2 separate regions of the Sus scrofa genome follow, and region 1 is linked to region 2. A link is a contact called in public promoter capture Hi-C data. All regions are on one chromosome and are shown on one strand. Each heading gives the region's core, a stretch centred on a gene start, on an enhancer-like site or on the middle of the called end of the contact. The rest is flanking DNA. Distances are from core to core; before and after follow the strand shown.

What was found. Promoter capture Hi-C pulls out the DNA fragments that hold promoters and counts their contacts.
Region 1: a contact with region 2 is called in a promoter capture Hi-C map of fetal liver, with 3 times the contacts expected there. The contact joins the promoter of SUB1 here to the promoter of ZFR in region 2. A contact is called at or near these places in 3 of 5 promoter capture datasets (fetal liver, fetal skeletal muscle and liver), 2 of 47 Hi-C or Micro-C datasets (fibroblasts and heart right ventricle) and 2 of 2 datasets of contacts at active chromatin or transcription factors (alveolar macrophages and skeletal muscle).

The regions. Positions count from the first base shown.
Region 1 is chr16:18,756,308-18,762,666 of Sscrofa11.1, reverse strand. It overlaps SUB1 (activated RNA polymerase II transcriptional coactivator p15), which reads right to left and starts at 3,781. Exons shown (of 5, transcript XM_021076608.1): 1 at 3,653-3,781; 2 at 840-912. The coding sequence starts at 911.
Region 2 is chr16:18,654,367-18,661,158 of Sscrofa11.1, reverse strand. It overlaps ZFR (zinc finger RNA-binding protein), which reads left to right and starts at 4,818. Exons shown (of 20, transcript XM_021076978.1): 1 at 4,818-4,971; 2 at 5,265-5,364. The coding sequence starts at 4,935. It overlaps LOC110257314 (a long non-coding RNA gene), which reads left to right and starts at 5,426. Exons shown (of 2, transcript XR_002339766.1): 1 at 5,426-6,792.

The DNA of each region.
Region 1 (6,359 bases), core at 2,532-5,031, 100 kb before region 2:
TTTAAACTCTGACATTTCCTCCTCAAATATAACTGCATATTCTTTGAAGCTTTTCAACCTTCCACGTGATACTTTATTTTCCTATAAAAAGTCCATCTCCTCCAAGATTCTCATATAAGCTCTCTTTTCTTCTAACACTGCTAACTGAGCTCAGGGACACAACTGTGTAAGCTTCAAGGAGATAAAGGACAGTGAGATGCTCAGTTAAGCAGATGCACAGTTAAGTTTATAGCATATCTGTTATCTAATGCAGAAAAAGCCTAGTCTATCAAAATGGGTAATTTCATGTTAGCTTTGCTGAGTGCTGATCTAACTAAAAGGAGGAGACCAGAGTAAATAACATTCTAATTTAAAATGTACCAAGCCTCCATTTTATGTAATCCCCGGAGGCAGAATAAACATCAAGGCTGAGAAGCCTATCAAACTGACATCTGCTTTCCAGGAGTTCAGATAATTTGGCTCAACTACTACACAGAATACCTAGAGACTAGGCAGACTACTAGATAATGGCAAGTAATGGCTTTGGCCTAATTCTAGCGCTTTTCCTCCAGGGTCTAAGGCAGTGGTCCTGCAGCTTTAGGGCTCCTAAAAACCTCAGCAGGAGACTTGTTAAAGTCAGAAGACATGCGCAGGTCTGACCTAGGGGCTTGGCATGTGTGTATGATTAAAAACCCTAGGCACTTTAGTCAAACGATCCAGGAGCCACCTGCTCTTTCAGAAACACCTATCCAGGCACTCGGTTTTAAGACTCTAACATGCTTTGCAGTTCTTCAGAACTGGAGGTGAGCAATACTGCTGAATTAATTATCACAAAAGTGACATGGTAGAGGTATAGTCACCTTTTTGTCAACTTCACTGTCAGAATCGCTGCCAGAAGAGCTTGAAGAAACAAGTTCCTTTGACTTCGGCATTCTGAAAGGAAAATACATTATGTAAGTAATTTACAAATTGTTCCATTACCTTCAACATAACTCTCCCCCAATTAGATTCCAGATGCTCCAAAATTCATTCTACCATTTTGTGGTACTGGAATTGTTACACTGAGGACAATGCTAGAAGTTATGTTCTTCCAAGTTGAAAATAACATGGCAGAGTGAAGTGCTCTGTATACAGCAAGAAGAACTAAATGTCATGTACATCTCATACTCCTACACCTCTCTCTTTCCCAAAGCCAGCGGGTCTTTTTATACTTCATTTTAGCAGGGTTAGATGTTTATGGATAGGGTAAATTGCAAGAAGGCAGCTGACAGCAATCCCTGCTAAAACCAGGAATATACATGAATAGTAATTTTCAGTACTGCTTTATACTTCCCATTGATGAGACTAAGTGTATGATCATTCACTGTGGGACTCCAACATACCAACAGCATGGCGAACTGTACTGTACAGATGTCGATATCTAGTTAAATTTTTACCATTATGATCCTATTTTTCATATTTTGTATATATTAATTTGGGGGGGGCTTTTTGACCATGCCATCAAAAGAGCAAGTACTGATTCAGAGTTGTACATAATTCACAGTTCATTACATTTTATACTGACTTTCTACTCTGGAGTATGACTAAAATTTGAAGACTCTGCTAATCAGAGGGGCAAAACCTTGCCTCAAATTCCTACTATGACCCTAGTTCCCAAGGCCCCCCAGACAGAGGTACATAAATCAGTGCCTTGCTTTCACATGCCTGAGAGCAAGGCACAGTCTTCTTCCTTTATGTTTCCCAAATTTCAAGCAATTCCAAGGCTTGCTGTACCTCTTTCCAAAGCACTATTACAAAAGTGGTAAAATGCTGGAGTTCCCGTCATGGCTCAGTGGTTAACGAATCCTACTAGGAACCATGAGGTTTTGGGTTCGATCCCTGGTCTTGCTCAGTGGGCTAAGGATCCGGCGTTGCCGTGAGCTGAGGTGTGGGTCGTAGACGCAGCTCGGATCCCTCCATGCTGTGCTCTTGCCTAGGCCGTAGGCCGGTGGCTACAGCTCTGATTACACCCCAGACCTGGGAACCTCCATATGCCGCGGGAGTGACTCAAGAACAGGCAAAAAGACCAAAAAAAAAAAAAAAAAAGTGGTAAAATGCTTACTTTCAAAACGAGTATCTTTTGTTCTCTCCATCTCTGAAAAGCCTGAGTCTTATTAATTTTTGTGTGCCATAAAGGGCCCAATGTACACAACACATACTGTAAATGGTTGCTGGATGAAAGATCACAAATAACGCAGCTCTCGACTAAACTTGCATTTGCACTGGCACTGAATGTGCCGCACAATAGGAGGTCAAGGTAAAAGAAATGGGCCATCCCCGGCCAGCACTAAATTCAAGAAGCTCAAACTATGCCCAACTCAGCCTTACTGCTTTTAACTGGCAATTTCTTGATGACAGGAGGAGTAAATTCAGAAGGGAGCAGCAACATTCATAAAACCACGTTGTATACATGAGTCCTGTTAGTGCCCCACTTTACAACCTAATCTCCAAAATCAATCTTGTTGTTTTTTATGCTAGTTGCGATTAATGCCCAAGAAACATTTTTTAAGGTAATTAAATTGAACATAATCTATATTTCACTTTAAAACGGTCAAGCATAACTATACCATCTGTTCGTTAAAGGTACCTGGGGGCCTAAGACCATTTCAAAGAACCACCTCGTGTCTAACCCAAGTCAGTCCATCCGACACGAAGAGAAGGCAATGGTAACTAAAGCCAGCCTCTTTGAACTTCTAACAAAATACATTTTAATTTTTACTGAATAAGCCTTTACTGTTCGAGGTAAAAAAGGGGGCGGGGCAGGCTCCTCCTGAAGGCAAAAATGATACGAAAAGCGCCGGTATAGAACATACACAAAACACAACCTAAAAATCAATCTTCTATCTTTGATGAAGGCATGGGGGAGGGAGCATTAGAAAAGACGAGGTGAAAATAAACTAGGACCAAAGGACAGACGAATTCGGTACAACACGAGGGTGATAAACACTAAAACGGAGAAGGGGGGGTCTCACAAGACCAAGAACCTCGGGACAGGCAACGACTTGGGCGAGGGGAGGCAGGTTGGTCGGAGGGGGCGTGGGAAGCAGCGAAATGCGGAGGAGACGGTGTGGGAAGAGGAGGGACTTGCACCAAGCGCCATTTTCTTCTCTCGAAGCGCTCGCTACCCCCCAGCAAACCAGCCGTCCCCTGCCACCCCAGTCTCTACTGCCGCCCCCTGGGTTCTCCTCCGCCCTGGCCCACTCTCCCTCACCCCTGGAGGGCCCCCCCAATCCTGGGGGCAGGGGTGGGGGCACCAGAGAGGCCTAGGGCAAGCGCAGGCCCCGCACGCGCCCCCGCCCGAGCCCAGGCCGCCGCATTGTCCCGGGGGCGCCCCGGCCCCCTCCCCGCGGCTCCTCGCCCCGGCCCGGCCGTGTCCAGCCGCCCCAGGCCGCTGTCCCCGGGTGCCACCTCCAGGCGCCGAGGGGCCTGCACCGCGTGAGGCGCGGGGTCGGGTACAGAAGAGAGGGTCAGGGGAGGCGGAGGAGGAGAAGCTGGAGATCGGGCACCGCCGCCATTTCCCGCTGCCGTCGCGGACGAGAGGGAACGAGGGGAGGTAGTAAGCGGTTGGGCTGAGGGGGTGGGGGTCGGCCAGGTCGGGGTTTCGAAGGAGGAGGACCGGGACCCGAGTACTCACGCTCCGCTCGGGTAGGCGAACCACCTCCTGCTGGCTCGCTTGCTCTCGACTGACAGAGAACCGGAACTGACGGCAGCTAAGAGTCTCCGGCCCCGCCCCGCTGGGACCGCGGACACGTGATGGGGCGTGGCCTCCCCGCGGAAACCAACACCGAGACCCTTTCCAGGGCTTTAAAGGGACCTCCCCTGGTCCTGAACCGATGCCGTTAAAAGTGAGATGCAGCCAAGACTGGATCAGACCTGTGAGGGAACGAGGGAATGAATAAAACAAGAATGACAAGCACCGAGCTTTGCATTTGTTTAATAAATGTTTTCTTGTATTAAAATGAAATGTCCATACATGACCCTGGCTGGTAAAATTCAAAGGGAAGAAGCCAAACTCACAGCATTTAATTCCAGAAAGTGGGGAAAGGAAAAAAAAAAAAAAAACTTTGCAGACCTCTTCGGTCACATACACATCCTTAATACCTAAACTGAATCCTGGAGGTGTATGGTAGTTCACAGAAGGCAAGAGAAATCCATACTACAAGCAGGAACACGGCCAATAGATTATTTGAATGAATATTTAATGAATGCCTACTATGGCCAAGAATATATATATATATATAAGCCAAGAATAAATATAAGCTCATATATGTACATGTATGTACATATATTTATTCTACACACATTTATCAAACACCTATGTTCCAGACACTGCAATGAGGCACTTAAATATTACTTATCCTAACAAGCACTTTCCAAAGTATGAATGATTATTCTCTCCATTTTGTAGATGAGGACATCAAGGATCAACAAGATGAAAGACATCTGCTGTAGGCTGTACAGGGAGTGTGTCATGACTCAAACCCTGCACTGCTGGAGTCACACTGGACGGACTGAGGAAGACTGAAAAAGCTCGAGCCCATTCCCAATCATGCAGTGTCAGGCTAGATGACCATTTTTAAAAAGAAAAAAAAAAAGTGTAGAATTCCTTTTATATGATGTTCCTACAAAGGCAAGAATAATACATGGGGATCTAGGTTAGGTTACCTTTCGGGAGTATCGCTTGGAGTGAGAGTGAAGGAACCTGCTGGAATGCTGAATATATCTTGGTCTGAGTGGTGGTTAGATTTTCACCTAATATCTGTGCGTTTTACAATACATAAAGATACATTTCGATGAGAAAATTGAAAAAGTCAAAAAGAAAAATGAGAAAATTGAACTGTTAAAAATATGAAATTGGAGTTCCCGTCATGGCTCAGTGATTAACGAATCCAACTAGGAACCATGAGGTTGCCAGTTCCATCCCTGGCCTCGCCCAGTAAGTAAAGGATCCAGCGTTGCTCTGAGCTGTGGTGTAGGTCGCAGAGGCAGCTCGGATCCCAAGTTGCTGTGGCTCTGGCGTAGTAGGCCAGCGGCTACAGCTCCGATTAGACCCTGGCCTGGGAGCCTCCACATGCTTCGGGTACAGCCCTAAAAAAGCAGAAAGACAAAAAAAAAAAAGAAAAAAAGAAAAGTAACTTACTCATTAACCACTGTTTCAGCGTTTGCCAGCCCAGAGTTTACACACCCAAAGATAGTTTGGAAAGGACCCCCACAAACTATGGCTAAGCTGACCAAAGTTCCCTTTGGGGCCAGTGGTGCCCTGAGGCTCTGTAGGGGGTGTCTGATTGGAATAAGCTCATATAGTGGAATAACTAGAGGATCACCTGGCAGCCTGGGCTCTGGGAGCCACGAATTCAGTTCTCTTTCAAAATCTGGATGCTAGTGGAGAAAGGACAGAGTTCAGGGTACTGGCTGGAGTCACTTAACACACAACCTCCCCTCCCTCTCATTTGAGATGGAAAGAGCTACAGTTCTCTTTACTTACATGGAGGAAACTGAGCAAAGGTCCTTTCCCGGTTTATTCACTCATTTAGTTAACATGTATTCAACACCACTACTGTATGCCAGCACTGCTCTAAGTGGTGGGAATTTAGGAAAGAATGAAACTGATAGGGTCACTCTAAACTCATAGAGCAGACAATAAGCAAGAAAAGTATTAAATAGAGATGGCAATCCAGATAAGTGCTATAAAAAATAAAAGAGGAGTTCCGATTGTGGCACAGCAGAAACAAATGTGAATAGTATCCATGAGGATGCAGCTTCCATCCCTGGTCTCGCTCAGTGGCTTAAAGATCTGACATTGCTGTGTGCTGTGATATAGGAGACACGGCTGGGATCCTGCGATGCTGCAGCTGTGGTGCAGGCTGGCAGCTGACGCTCCAATTCAACCCCTAGCCTGGGAACCTCCATATGCTGCAGGTGCAGCCCTAAAAAGCAAAAAAAGAAAAATGAAAGAAAATGAAAAAGAATAAAAGAAAAAGAGGATGCTGCAGTAGAGAGTTTTAGGGTGAGGTTAACTTAGATCTGAAAGAGGTGAAGTGGGAATATTTGGGCAGGGACTTTAATGAAAAGGGACAGCCAGGCTAAGATTTGAGTGCTGATGATTCCCAGCAGAGTATGAAATGTGTGCAAAGGCCGTAAGGTCTAGATGAGTCTGAAGAATAGAAGGTTCTCTTGATGTAGAATACCACTGGCGACCATAGGCTACACAGAGGCAGGAGCCACACAGCAGCTCCCCAGGCTCAGTGCCAAGGCTGCCCTAGCCCCCACACAGACTGGCTCTGCAAAGCTACCAAGCCCAGTTCCGGCCTTTCTCCAAGATCCAAGACAGCACCACTGTC
Region 2 (6,792 bases), core at 3,569-6,068:
CAAAATAGAAGCAGTACATTTGTGTGTATTTTATATATGTTTATATTTGTGTGTGTGTGTGTGTGTAGCCTATCTGGAGCAATCCAGTAGGCACAAATAAACTATCTCAAGCTGGTGGCCCAGAATCCCATGTTCCCTGCTCCTATTACTTTGCCATGTCTGCAACCTACACCACAGCTCAGGGCAACGCCGGATCCTTAACCCACTGAGAAAGGCCAGGGATCGAACCCGCAACCTCATGGTTCCTTGTTGGATTCGTTAACCACTGCACCACGACGGGAACTCCAGAACATTTCTACCTTTGAGGAAAGTTCTGTTGGGCAGTGTTGCTCTAAGAATGTGGGCTCTAAACCAATATGCCCTTTAGTATCTCTCATTAATGATCATACCAAGTTCTAAGTCAGGTCACAGTGTCACTTGGACTCTTCTCTGATTTCCTAAATAGCTATTCCTTGTGGCTGCCTTGAGCTCTGAAGGTTCTTCAGATTCCAAAGACTATGTTACTGACACAAAGAAACCCTTACAACCCTGCTGCTGGGTGCTGACTTGGCAGCAGATTACATGGGCTAGAGTGTCAAGGGAGCTAGGAGGACTAAATTAGGTTGGCATTTGTGTATGTGCTTGGTACTGTGTTGGGTGGCCATTGGAGGAAGTTATCAAAGATACATGTATAAACCATAAAAACATTGCTCTCAGGAAATGAAGGACACAGGGCTAAGCTCATCTACCTCACAAACAGTTATTTAGTACCAACTATGCTCTTGCCATGGTCCTAGGTACTGGGGTTTTGATGGCAGATAAAATAGGCTTAGCTCCTGACCCCTATGAAACTTACTTTTTTTTTTAATGGTTGCACCCATAGCATATGGAAGTTTCCAGGCTAAGGATTGAATCCCAGCTGCAGCTGCAAGCTACACCACAGCTGTGGTAATGCTGGATCCTTTAACCCATCGTGCCAGGCCAGGGATCAAATCCATTCTTGGGAGACAACCCAAGCCACTATAGTTGGATTCTTAACCCACTGTGCTACAGCGGGAACTCCAGAACTTACATTTTTTCCTGGGGGAAAGAAAGATATTGAGCAAGAAATAACAAGTCTGGAGTTTCCATTGTGGCTCAGCATTTAACAAACCTGACTAGCATCCATGAGGATGCAGGTTCGATCCCTGGCCTCGATCAGTGGGTTAAGGATCCGGCATTGCTGTGAGCTGTGGTGTAGGTTGCAGATGCGGCTGAGATCCTGCGTTGCTGTGGCTGTGGCCAACAGTTACAGCTCTGATTAGATCCCTTGCCTGGGAACTTCCATATGCCACAGGTACGGCCCTGATCAAACCCAGGGATCAAACCCGCCTCCTCAGGGATACTAAGTCGGGTTCCTAACCTGCTGAGCCACAACAGGAATTCCTGGACCTCTACCTTTTTATTCCATTCGAGGCCTCAGTAGATTGATTGATGGTCTCCCACATTGGTGAGGACATCTACTGATTCAAATGCTAATCTCTTCCAAAGACACCCTCACAGACACACCCAGAAATAATATTTAACCAGCTATCTGAGCATTCCTTAGCTCGGTGAAGTTAACACATATGAATAAATGTTCACAGTAACAGTATTATTATTATTATTTTTTTTTTTTTATCTTTTTGCCATTTCTTGGGCCGCTCCCACGGCATATGGAGGTTCCCAGGCTAGGGGTCGAATCGGATCTGTAGCCGCCAGCCTACACTAGAGCCACAGCAACGCCGGATCCTTAATCCACTGAGCAAGGCCAGGGATCAAACCCGAAACCTCATGGTTCCTAGTTGGATTCGTTAAGCACTGTGCCATGATGGGAACTCCGAAACTCGTTGAGTTCTTAACCTGAGCCACAACAGGAACTCTGAGATTGTTCTTGTAAATTCCCTCTTTGTGGAGAGTACACCATAAACAATTTTCACTGATGCCACACCTACTCTGACCTCTAGGAACAGTTACAGAAGGAAAGAGGCACGCCTCCCTCTTTCCACTTACATGCCTGCTTATCAAGGTTTGCCTGCAGCCCTCTCCCATCCTCTAAATACCTGTCAAGCAACCAAGCATAAAACTGGCCTAAAAAGAATCTTCTTGGGCAGGTGATTAACACCTGTCTTGTCTCCTCCAGTCTTATTCAAACAGCCTAGTAACAGTGCCAATTTATCAAAACAATTACAGTCAGTGCCTCCAAGGCTTGATCCATGAAGCTCAAAGCAAATTACCTTTAAAATGCAGTTCTAGGAGTTCCCGTTGTGGCGCAGCGGTTAACAAATCCGACTAGGAACCATGAGGTTGCGGGTTCGATCCCTGCCCTTGTTCAGTGGGTTAACGATCCGGCGTTGTCGTGAGCTGTGGTGTAGGTTGCAGACTCAGCTCGGATCCAGCGTTGCTGTGGCTCTGGTGTAGGCCGGTGGCTGTGGCTCTGGTGTAGGCCGGTGGCTACAGCTCTGATTCGACCCCTAGCCTGGGAACCTCCATATGCCGTGGGAGTGGCCCAAGAAATAGCAAAAAAAGACAAAAAAATAAAAATAAAATAAAATAAATAAAATGCAGTTCTAAGGCCCTATGTGTAGGAGATATTTTTTCCTAGCAACACACTTGGAGCACAAATAAGTTTTGCCCTGGGAAACATCAGTGTTCTCAAAAACAATGACATGGATTTTTCTCAAAAATTCTACACTTCCTCTTTTTTGAAATGAATAAGGATAATTTAGATGGGACCTTAGAACTGTACCTTTGCATGAGGTATGGGGGAGCAGGATTGGTACAAATAAGAATTGAGGTATTGTTGGAGTTCCCATTGTGGCTCAGCGGAAACAAATCTGACTAGTATCCATGAGGACAAGAGATTGATCCCTTGCCTCCCTCAGTGAACTAAGGATCTGGAGTTGCTGTGAGCTGTGGTGCAGGCTGGCAGCTGCAGCACTGATTCAACCCATGTCCTGGGAACCTCCATATGCCATGGGTGTGGGCCTAGAAAGACAAAACAAAACACAAAACAACAAAAAAGAATTGAGGTATTTTTCTCTTCTGTCATAAGAAGGTGGGATAAGGCTCTAAACTTCGTGAGTGAGAGCTGTGGATTTTTTTTTTTTTTTTTTTTTTTTTTTGCTAGGCCCGGGGTACATGGAAGTTCCCCGCCTAGGGATACAGCCTATACCACAGCAGCAAATCCAAGCTGCTGCGGTGACAATCCTGGATCCTTAACTCACTGGCCCACAAGAGAACGCCATTTTGCGTTTCTTAAAATGCTCAGGTGAATAGCAGAGGCGCTGGGGTGATGGGCATGGATAGGGCAAGGAAGAGGTGAAATGGAGCACTTGGGCATTGATGGGAGGCAGGAAAGAGGTTGGGGGAGAAACAGTCAATCAGAGTGAGGGATTGCAAGAGGAAAAAGAAGGGTTGTAAATGCATAGGGAAAGTAAAGAGAAAACAGCGAGAAAGTAGAGGGAATAGACACATGCTTGCATGGGAGAGAATATCATTCCATTCCTACAATAAAAGATTTGGCACTCTTTCTTTTTTGTCTTTTCAGGGAGGCACCCGCAGCATGTGGAAGTTCCCAGGCTAGGGGTCCAATCAGAGTTGCAGCTTCCAGCCTACACCACAGCCACAGCAACGTGGGATCCAAGCTTCATCTGCAATCTACACCACAGTTCACTGCGAGGCTGGATCCCTAACCCACTGAGCAAGGCTAGGGAGCCAACCCGCGTCCTCATAGATACTAGCTCAGCCACATGCTGAGCCACAACAGGAACTCCAGAAAGATTTGGCACTCTCATGAAGGACTTCCATGATCCAGACTCCTTGTCCTCAACTCCATCAGACCAATTTCCTTGCTGCTCTTGAGCACCCCTGCCTTAGGACCCTCCATTTTGCTGTCTTTCCCCCAACCATTGACCAGATTTCTTCCTTCGCTTCCTTCAGGGTTCTACTTGATGGCTGTCCTAACCACATTCCACATAAAATAGCATCTTCCTCACTCTCTATCTTCTTTACCCTGCTTTATTCTTAAAGCTTCAATCACCAACGACATACTCATTATTTATTTGGCTATTGTCTAAATCTCCTCTCCCTACCCCAGAAGGTAAATTCGGTGTCAAGAGGGACTTTATTTTGCTCACTGCTCCATCTCCAGTACCCAGAACAGGGTCCCATGCTTAGGGGGCTCCATACTTTAGGAATGGGTGCCAGCCGGAGAAAAAAGGACGGAAGAGATGTGGTTGGGAGGGGTGTCCAACGCAAGAGCACACTTGCCTTTCTTTTCCTCTTTTTCTACTCCACATCTTATTTACTTATTTGTTTCATTGTTTTTTGGCCGCACATGGCGTTCCTGGAGGAGGGGTCGGATAAAAGCCGCGACCTAAGCCATCCTTTAAACTCCCTACACCAGCCGGGGATCGACCCTGCGTACTCGCGCTGCAGAGACACCAACGATCCCGATTTGCCACAGCGGGAACTCCTCCTTCCCCATTTTAAAGGCTAAGGACAAGAAGCGGGAATACGAGAAATAAGGAAGGATCCAAATTAGTTCAGCTCAAATCCTGATGATGGAAAGTTCATGGGAAGACCGAAAGGTGGAGAACAAATGCGCACGTAAAAGTGAAAGAAGTTTAAAGTAAGAGGGAAAGACTGGTAGACGTCACTCTCTCCGGTCACTCTCCCGGATTACCCCAAGGCTGGCCCACAGGGAGGCTCGCCTTCGTCTTTCACCGCGGGCACTCAGCCAGCCTAGGCTGAGGCCCGGCTAGCGCCCGCGGAGCCGCGAAGGCTTTAGGGACTACAGCTCCCAGAGTGCCGTGCGCGGGAGCGCCTGCGCAGTGCGGGGGGAGGCGGCGGTCTGTTCTCCGCTGAGGAGGAGCGGGGCAGAGGAGGGAGGCAGCGGGTGAGAGTTCAGAGTTCAGCAGCAGCAGCCCGAGCCCATGATTCCCATATGCCCTGTAGTTTCTTTCACCTATGGTGAGTATAATGTGCCCCGCCGGGGTCCCCGGCCGGCCCCTTCCCCGGCTCCGGGCGGCGGGGAGGCGCGGGGGTTGGGGCAGGCTCCGGGGAGGAGGCGGCGGCCGCCACCGGGGCGTGTGAGTGAGTGAGGGAGTGCGAGGCGGGAGGGGGAGGCGGCGCGGCCGCGGCCCGGCCCGGCGAGGGCGGCTTCTCACGGCGCCTCTCTCTCTCTCCCCTTCCCTCCCTCGGCGTCTCTGCCCCTCCGCGCCTCTCCTCCCGCCATGGGACCCGACTCTCCGTGCCCGCCGCAGTGCCCAGCCGGCTGGGGGAAGATGCCAAAATGGCGACCGGCAACTACTTTGGATTCACCCACAGCGGGGCGGCGGCGGCGGCGGCTGCGGCCCAGTATAGGTAACGGCTCCCCGCCCTCTCCCTTCTCTTCCCCTGTTCGCCCCTCCGCCCGGATCCCGCCGACACGACGCCCCCGCGCCCGCCCCGCCCGCCGACCCCGAGCCCCGGCCCGCGGCAGGCCAGCTCCGCGGTCTCTCCCGGCCGGCGGCGGCGGCAGCCCCGGTGGGGCGGGAGGGAGAGAGGGCCGAGGCTGCGGGCCCCGAAGGGCCGCCCGGGCCTTCGGCGGCCCCGCAGCTAAAATGGCCTCCCGCGGCCTCGGAGCCGAGCCGCCTCCCCCGCCCGGCGGGCAGCGGGAGGGAGCCGAGACCGCGGCCCCCCAGTCCCCGCCCCCGCCGGGCCGGTCCCCACCTCCGGGCCCCCACCCGCTGGGGGACGGAGAGGGTGGGCGAGGGAGCCTCGGGAAGAGTGCGAGTCGCACCGCCCGCCGGCCGCCTCCGCGCCGCCTCCCGCGCACCGGTCCTTGCCCGGTGCACGGGCCCCCGAGCCCAGATAACGTGTTGTTTTCTCGGGTACTTTCTCCTCCGTTCCGTGGCGTCCCTCGCTAACAAACTGCGGGTGTCACCTCATTCATTTGGTTCCTTTAGTTTTCCCTCCAAGGAGAGAGGTAAACGTACCAACCACCTGTGAATTGGGTGGTTGGTAGACTGGAAAAGATGTGTGAAGTTTCTAGTGCTGATAAATGAGTCCACAGCCTTGTTCTAGGTATTGCGTTTAGGCTCCAGGTGGGCCAATAATTCCCCTTGACGCGTCTTTCCCCTCTGGGGAAAAGAAAAGTGCAAGGGAGGTGCTGAGTTAGTGAGATGCATCATCTGAAATCTCTACCTTAAGGGAAGCTTTAATTTCTGAAGTGTCTATTTCGCTGTATATCTTAACAAGAGTAAGAAAAACACTAGATTGTGTTGTTATTGTTACTTTTGAGTCAGTCTGGGACAGTCTCTTTAGACTCAGGCCTTAAGCGTACTGTGATCAGTTTTTTATATCGAGAGATTATTATATTAGATATCTGTGTGTACCAGGTAAATTAGCTATTGGTCAAACCCAGATAGTTTTATCTCCTTCACTTGGGGTGGCAAGCTATCCAATGGAAATGGTTATCATTGGGAACCTGAAGACCTGGGTTCCAGTCTTTCTCCTCCTGATTTTATGATTTTGAGGACATCTCTTATTTGGACTTTCATTTTTCTCATCTGTAAATTGGGCTGTTTTGGGGGGCTAAAACTTGTAATTCTGAGGAGTAGAGTTGCCATATTTCATGGAATTTATAAGATGCCATTTATTGTAAGGGAGGGGTATCATTATTTTACGTGTTCCTAAAAAACACTACCGATTAAAATATGACTCTGCTTAAGACCCCATTGATTTTTAAGAGATGATAAAATATATAAATATGTATTTTATTGATGAATTTGGTATTTTACTAATTGTTGA